Linked DNA regions of Mus musculus: region 1 is linked to region 2. The links are chromatin contacts, called in public promoter capture Hi-C maps. All regions are on one chromosome and are shown on one strand. The core of a region is the stretch at or near the end of the contact, and the rest is flanking DNA. Distances in the headings are between cores, read along the strand shown. Region 1 holds the start of Spen (spen family transcription repressor). Region 2 holds the start of Rps8 (ribosomal protein S8).

The links. Promoter capture Hi-C pulls out the DNA fragments that hold promoters and counts their contacts.
Region 1: a promoter capture Hi-C map of cranial neural crest shows a contact between it and region 2. The contact joins the promoter of Spen here to the promoter of Rps8 in region 2.

The regions. Positions count from the first base shown.
Region 1 is chr4:141,536,877-141,540,430 of GRCm38.p6, reverse strand. Spen (spen family transcription repressor) reads left to right here and starts at 1,834. Exons shown (of 16, transcript NM_019763.2): 1 at 1,834-2,267. The coding sequence starts at 2,185. Gm4123 (predicted gene 4123) reads right to left here. Exons shown (of 2, transcript NR_166589.1): 2 at 3,014-3,554.
Region 2 is chr4:117,154,504-117,157,947 of GRCm38.p6, reverse strand. It overlaps Rps8 (ribosomal protein S8), which reads left to right and starts at 1,816. Exons shown (of 6, transcript NM_009098.2): 1 at 1,816-1,890; 2 at 2,271-2,377; 3 at 2,841-2,940; 4 at 3,135-3,310. The coding sequence starts at 1,887. Snord55 (small nucleolar RNA, C/D box 55) reads left to right here and starts at 2,100; the gene lies at 2,100-2,177. LOC115490046 (a small nucleolar RNA gene) reads left to right here and starts at 2,659; the gene lies at 2,659-2,762. It overlaps Snord38a (small nucleolar RNA, C/D box 38A), which reads left to right and starts at 3,374; the gene lies at 3,374-3,432.

The DNA of each region.
Region 1 (3,554 bases), core at 585-3,084, about 24 Mb before region 2:
GCTCATGCTCAGGAATTAATAGCACTGTCTGCTCTTCCAGAGGTCCTGAGTTCAGTTCCCAGCATCTAAATGGCAGTTCACAAGTGTCTATACCTCTGGTTCCAAGGGATCTGACACCCTCATACAGACACATTCAGGCAAAATGCCAATGCACATGAAATAAATTATTGTTTAAAAATCTAGTTTTAAGGAGACGAGGCAAGAAGACTGCCTGGGCTACATAGTGAGACCCAGTCTCAAAATGAAGAAGAGGGTGGGAGGGTGTCTCAATGCTTGAGGACACTATGCCTCTTGCAGGGGATCTAGGTTTGGTTGCTAGCACATGATGCTCATAACCATCCCTAACTCCAGCTTCAACTACACACACACACACACACACACACACACACACACATATCTCAAGATATATATGTATATATATATATACATATATACAGACACACACACACATATATATCAAGATATATATATATATATATATACATATATACAGACACACACACACACATATATATATCAAGATATATTATATACATATAAACTTAGGCTATATGGCAGACTAAAATGAACAAATAATAAAAAATAAACCCTAGTACTTTTTATGGAACAAAAGAAACAATTATGTGACCCCAAATATTATTGCTATTATTTATGATTTTTTTCCAATTCAAAATACTGCCTGTTCGGTTGGTGAAGTTATATGGTAGCCGAGGTCTACAGTCTCAGTCCTGAGAGGTGGGCACAAAACTAGAAGTGTGAGACTAGCCTGAGCTATATAAGACCCTTTCTCAAAAATATAAACAGTGGCTCTGGAAGACCCTTTCAAATTAAGCCAAACAAAGAAAACACTACCAAGAACTGGGAATGTAGCCTAGTGATATATTAACACACCTTGTTGGACGCGGGCGAGGTCCTTAGGTAGAACCCTAATTTGTGTGTACTGCACACTTTGTAGACCCTAAGGGCACAACGAAACAAAAAGTGTAGGCTGTACCCGAAGCACCATTTTATTTTTGTGTATGAAAAATTAAAGTATGAGTTGCTGACGGTTTTAATGAGTTAAGATTTTTTTTTTCTGTTACTCCACAGTGGCCTTTTGCGGTTTTATCTTTCTGAAAGCCGGCCTTACATGAAAGGTCAACTGCCAGTTTCAAAAGTCTGGAAGGGCCGGAGGTCTAATACTCTCTGTTTAAAAAACCAACTATTCCAAACCTTCCGAGGGGAAACAGTATGGAATGTCTGTATCCTTTCAGCTTTAATTCTTGTGTGTACTGTAATCATGAGCAAAGACATCTTGCAGAAGGTTTCGCAAGCTCCTATATAAAAAGTTGCTTAATGTTACAAGCCAATGATTCTTGGGAGGGATGGGTTTCTCTGCAGCGCTGGTCCCTTGTCTGGGCGGTGAAAAGGGTGGCCTGGTCCCGACCACTTTCCCAAGCAGGCGGGGAATCTAGGCGTCCGGAAATGGTCAGGGGCGGGCCGTAGGGCAGACAGGCATAGGGACTTTGGCCTCTAGAAACCTCTTGGCGTGGAAACTAACCGGGTTCTCTTGTGTTTCCCCAGAGCAACGCCTGACCGCAGGCAGAAGCGGCCCCATCCTCCCCCACCCCGACGCCTCCGGCGGCCGGCCTCCCGGCCTCCGGCGCGCCTGCGCACTAAGCTGACTGCGCGGGCGCCGCTTCCCGGCTCCGCATTCCTCCCCCTTCCGAGCTCCGCGCGCCTGCGCGCCGGCTGGGAGGCCCTCCGCGTCGGGGCGGGAGGACGCGCGCGCGCCCGCGGCCAGGGGGCGGTGGCCAGGCGGCGGGAGGCGGGCCGCGCGCGCCGGTGGGAAGCGTCCGGCAGCCACAGCGCCGGCTCCGTCGTAGTCGCGGCCGCCCGGGTCTCGCTCGCCCCTCCTCCCGCTCCCCCGCCCGCCGCCGCCCGCGCGCATGCGCCGCCGGAGCGCGAGGGTCGGCTTCGGGTGTTTGGTGGCGGCAGAGCGGAGCTGCGAGGCCCGAGAGTCAGAACCTGGGGGAGAGGGATGGTCTCTGCACCGGGGGGAGCCGGAGGAGCCGCCGCCGCTGCCGACGCCACCGCCGCAGCCGCCGCCGCCGCCGCCCCGGCGCCCGCCTCCCTGCGCTGACGGCCGCGTACGAAGCCGGCGAGGGGGAGCCAGCCACCGCGGTCGCCGGCACACCGCCCAGCATGGTCCGGGAAACCAGGCACCTCTGGGTGGGAAACTTACCGGAGAACGTGCGGGAAGAGAAGATCATCGAGCATTTCAAACGGTGAGTGACACGAGGCCCGGAGCCGCGCTGGCACCTCGGGCGCCTCTCCGGCCCGTTGCTGGCCACCGGCAGAGCGGCGACGCGCGGCTGGCTCCGGCGCTCTGGGCGGGCGGCTGCTGTGCGGCCACCGAAGGAGCGGGAGCGCTGGGGGGCTGCGGGATCGCCTTTTTGCGCGCCGCCTCGCAGTCCAGCGCGACTGGCCGGGGCCCCGAGCGCCCGCAGAGCCCGGGCTGTGCGGACGCCGCAGCCGCGCTTGGCATCGTGCGGCACCGGGAGGTGGCAGGCACCCGGAGCAGTGGCCGCTCTCCGGAGATTCGTGCAGCGGCGGATGCTTCAGCTCTCTGCGCGGCTGGGCGGAGCGGGCTGCCTGGCGCTCGGCGGCGGCTAAATGGGCTGCCCGTGTCCCGGAGCTCGCGGGGAAGGGAGCGCGAACGCCAAGCTTGGCGCTGCGGATGCATTCCCGCGCCGCGCTGGTGACCGAGCGTTTTTTTTTTTTGTTTTTGTTTGTTTGTTGTTTTTTTTTTTTTTACAATAGACCCTTCACCTCGAATTCGTTAGTGAAGTAGCCAAAAAGTGCAAAATTTTAGCGATTAGGTATGACTTTTCGGTTTCTCTAAATACTTTTTGCTTGTGGAAGGAAAAGAAGTAAATGCTGCTTTTCATACCCGTTGGTAGCATTTAGCGCTTATTTGCTCCCAGAAACGCGTGTCCGGGTAACTGGTAGAGGCCTCAGCATGCAACCCCACTTACAATGAGAATTTATTCATACTTTCCGCACATTGAGAAAGAACGTAGCAAATCTGCGATCGCCTGTGGAAATTCACTTCTCCTGATATCCAATACCCTGGAAGGTTCCAAGTTGGGCGTACTCTGAATTCCCACTATCCAGTCGGTGCAGGGAATATAATTAGGAGAAGGAACGTCCTCACATTAGAGTCAACCTGGGAAAATGGGTTGTGTCGCCCGGTCTAGAACCTCTTTGGTGAGGCCTGGGAAGCGTGAGCGCCTTCCTTTCTCTCTCTCTGATGGAGGGCCATTGATTCTGTTGGCCGTTGCTCTGACCGGGGGTATTAAATCTTCGCCTCCGGGGCGCGCGTGTGCGCGTGCCCGCGTGTGAAAAGGAGCTGGGTATAGTGAGGCCATTCATAACCTGCCGGGATGTCCTCCGCAGGCCTGGGGGAGGTGCGCGCTGCCTGGGACTCCGGGTGTTTACTACGTTGTGTCTGAGACACGGGAGAGGGGGAGGTCCGGAGATGGAGTGTTGGCCGGGGTGCCCGGGGATGAAAG
Region 2 (3,444 bases), core at 567-3,066:
TTGGTGGTGGCTCTGACTTGCATGTGGCAGATTCTCTCTACCACTGAAGTGGCCCAGCTGCTGCTATGAGGGATACTATGGCAAATCCCAAGGTCAGGCCAATTCAGAAAACCTAGATGTGGTAGCTCGCCTATAATTCCACAAGTCAGAAAGGCTGACACAGGAGGATTACCAGGAGTTCAAGGCTAGGCTGGGCTACTGTGAGCATGTAAGACCCTCAAAAAAACAAAAACAAAGCTGGGTGGTAATGCAGCTTTAATCCCAGCACTTGGAAGGCAAATCACAAGCTTGTGCCTTCAGGCCTGGCTCAAGAACACTTTTAAATGATATTAAAATGATTAAATGATATTAAAACAAAATTAAAAATCTCTTCAAGCCAGGCGGTGGTGGTGCACGCCTTTAATCCAGCACTCGGGAGGCAGAGGCAGGTAGATTTCTGAGTTCGAGGCCAGCCTGGTCTACAAAGTGAGTTCCAGGACAGCCAGGGCTATTCAGAGAAACCCTGTCTCAAAAAAACAAAACAAAACAAACAAACAAACAAAAAACCCCAAAAAAACAAACACAACAAAAAAATCGCTTCAAAACTGTAAAATCGTGGGGGGGGGGGGGGCTGGCGAGATGGCTCAGTGGTTAAGAGGGCCGACTGCTCTTCCAAAGGTCCGGAGTTCAAATCCCAGCAACCACATGGTGGCTCACAAACATCCGTAACGAAATCTGATGCCCTCTTCTGGAGTGTCTCAAGACAGCTACAGTGTACTTACATATACTAAATAAATAAATCTTTAAAAAAAAAAAATCGGATACACGCAGTAAAAACCTCAGAATCAAAATTTAAAACATTTGAAGTTAAAGTTTAAAATTCAAAAAGAAATCGGTCAGGTGAGAGGTCCCTTTAAAAGTAGACGTTCACTGACATTCAAGGCGACGTTTAAGTTTAAGAAATAAAATGTACTGACTGAGCTCTCATCTTGTCTGACGCCGGAGCCCCACTGTCCTCTGCTTTGATTTCACTTGGAGGGGTGTCTAGTGCCTCAGTTTCTCCTCAGCCGGCCGCTTGTTCCTCCCACTGAGCAGTAGCTCATTCTTTAGCTCAGGCTAGCCCTCAACTGGTGATAATTCTCTGTCTCAGTGCTGGATTTCAGGTTTGACCCACTGGGCCAGACCAGATTGTCAGATACTTTGGAATTGGAATTTCAGGAACTGTGAGTCGACCTAAGCACTTGATGCTTTTGAAGAGACCCTGAGCACAGTTTGCAGTACCAATCTTTCCAGAACTAAAACTGTTTTTAATTTCCTTTTTGATTGCTAATTGCTGCCATGTAAGAGATACACATGAATTTTGTGTGTTCATATACAGGGTCAAGTCCCCCTGTGAACAGAGCGTTGGAGCTTCTACTACTTCACTTTTCCAATTAGGGCCCTTTACTCTTTTTTCTTTTTTGGTTTTACAAGTTTACAAGGGTTTCTCTGTATAGCCCTGGCTGTCCTAGAACTCACTTTGTAGACCAGGTTGGCCTCAAACTCAGAAATTCGCCTGCCTCTGTCTCCCGAGTGCTGGGATTAAAGGCGTGCGCCACCACGCCCGGTTTAAAAAAAAAAAAAAAAAAAAAAATTTAAAGGACAAAATGTAAGCACAACAGGCAGGCAAGTGTGCCCTATAGCTCAGCTTAAGGAGCCCGCCCTCCAGACCGCCCAAGGTCAAGGGATTTGAGGCGGGGTCCGCGTGAGTTCGCACGCCGCAGGACCCTCCCCTGTGCCAGCGTCCCAGGCTCGCCGCGGCCCCAGGTCCTTCCCGGCAACCGGAAGAGACGTAAAGAAGGCGGGGCTGAGTTTTAGAAACCGGACCGTGAAGCTTTGCGCTTCCTCTTTCCAGCCAGCGCCGAGCGATGGGTGAGTGTTGCTGCGGGCCGGGTCGGGCCGCGGGGGAGCGAGCTCCATCCGTCTCCATCCTGCCTCCCGACGCATGCTCGGCCCGACCATGGGCCACGGGCAGCCGTGGCAAGGGCCTGCGGTGGGCTAGGGCTGTGGAGATCGCTGCGGCCGCCTCCGGGGCTCCGGGCTGCGAGCGGGCCAACATGGCTGCCGCGGGCCGGGCCGCACGCGGATGATGACACCTGGGTATGCTGCACACTCCCGACTGCGTCGTGGGGAAGCCAACCTTGGAGAGCTGAGCGTGCGGGCAGCCCGCGCAGCGCGGGGCTCGGGAGCGGGCTGATTGGCCGGCGGCGAGGCCCGGTTGCTCAGGCTTGCGTCCTCGCTCCCACACACAGGCATCTCTCGGGACAACTGGCACAAGCGCCGCAAGACCGGGGGTAAGCGAAAACCCTACCACAAGAAGCGAAAGTATGAGCTGGGACGGCCCGCTGCCAACACGAAGGTGCGTGCGGGGGTCGGGGGGAGGACGACTGGGAGAGGCTGCCTTCCCCTGCGCTAGAGCGTGTTTGCTGGGGAACACGAGTGGCTGTGATCACCTTTGTAAGGCTCAGGTTTCTCGGTGCTGGCGACTGGACATGGAAGTGTGTCCACGTGCAGGGTCTGTGCACCCTAATCTCCAAGCTTAGGGTCTACTGGAGCCTAGGAGTGGGAGAGCTGCAAGCTTGGTGTGTTCCTTACTGGGGTTCTTCCTGTGTTAGGGGGGGTCTGGCTTTTTCTGGAGGTAACTAGGGTGATGAAAACGTATCCTTAGGCGTGGTTATGGCCGTCTTGGCCACCTGTACACCACTTGCCAATGCAAGGACTTGTCATAGTTACACTGACTGTTACCTCCGTCTGGTTCGGGTTCCTCTCCCAGTCCCCACTCGTTTTGATGACACATGTTCTGGCCTTCTTGTGTTCTCTAGATTGGCCCTCGCCGCATACACACAGTCCGAGTTCGAGGAGGCAATAAGAAGTACCGTGCCCTGAGATTGGATGTGGGGAACTTTTCCTGGGGCTCTGAGTGTAAGTAGGTGTTGAAGTATTTGAATTTGTTCTTGCTGAAAGATCCTGAGGTAGTTGGAGAATTCTTTGCCATATTCTGATCTCTTAACTCCTGCAATGAGAGGTGCTTTCTAGAGAATGTTAAAAAAAGATTTCAGTAATAAAAAAACATTAACTGCCCCAGCCCCTGATTGTGAATCTCTCTTTGTATGCAGGTTGTACTCGCAAAACAAGGATCATTGATGTTGTCTACAATGCATCCAACAACGAGCTTGTCCGCACCAAGACCCTGGTGAAGAACTGCATCGTGCTTATTGACAGCACGCCGTACCGACAGTGGTACGAGTCCCACTATGCACTGCCCCTGGGCCGCAAGAAGGGGGCCAAGCTGGTGCGTTGTCTTCCTGTAAGGGGTTGATTGGCTGGGGGTGGGATGGGTGCTGCCTTCTTGTGATGAAAATACTGTCCAGTTCTGCTACTGAAGGAATGAGATGAACACTTTAGTGCTGAAGAAGGCAAGCATGG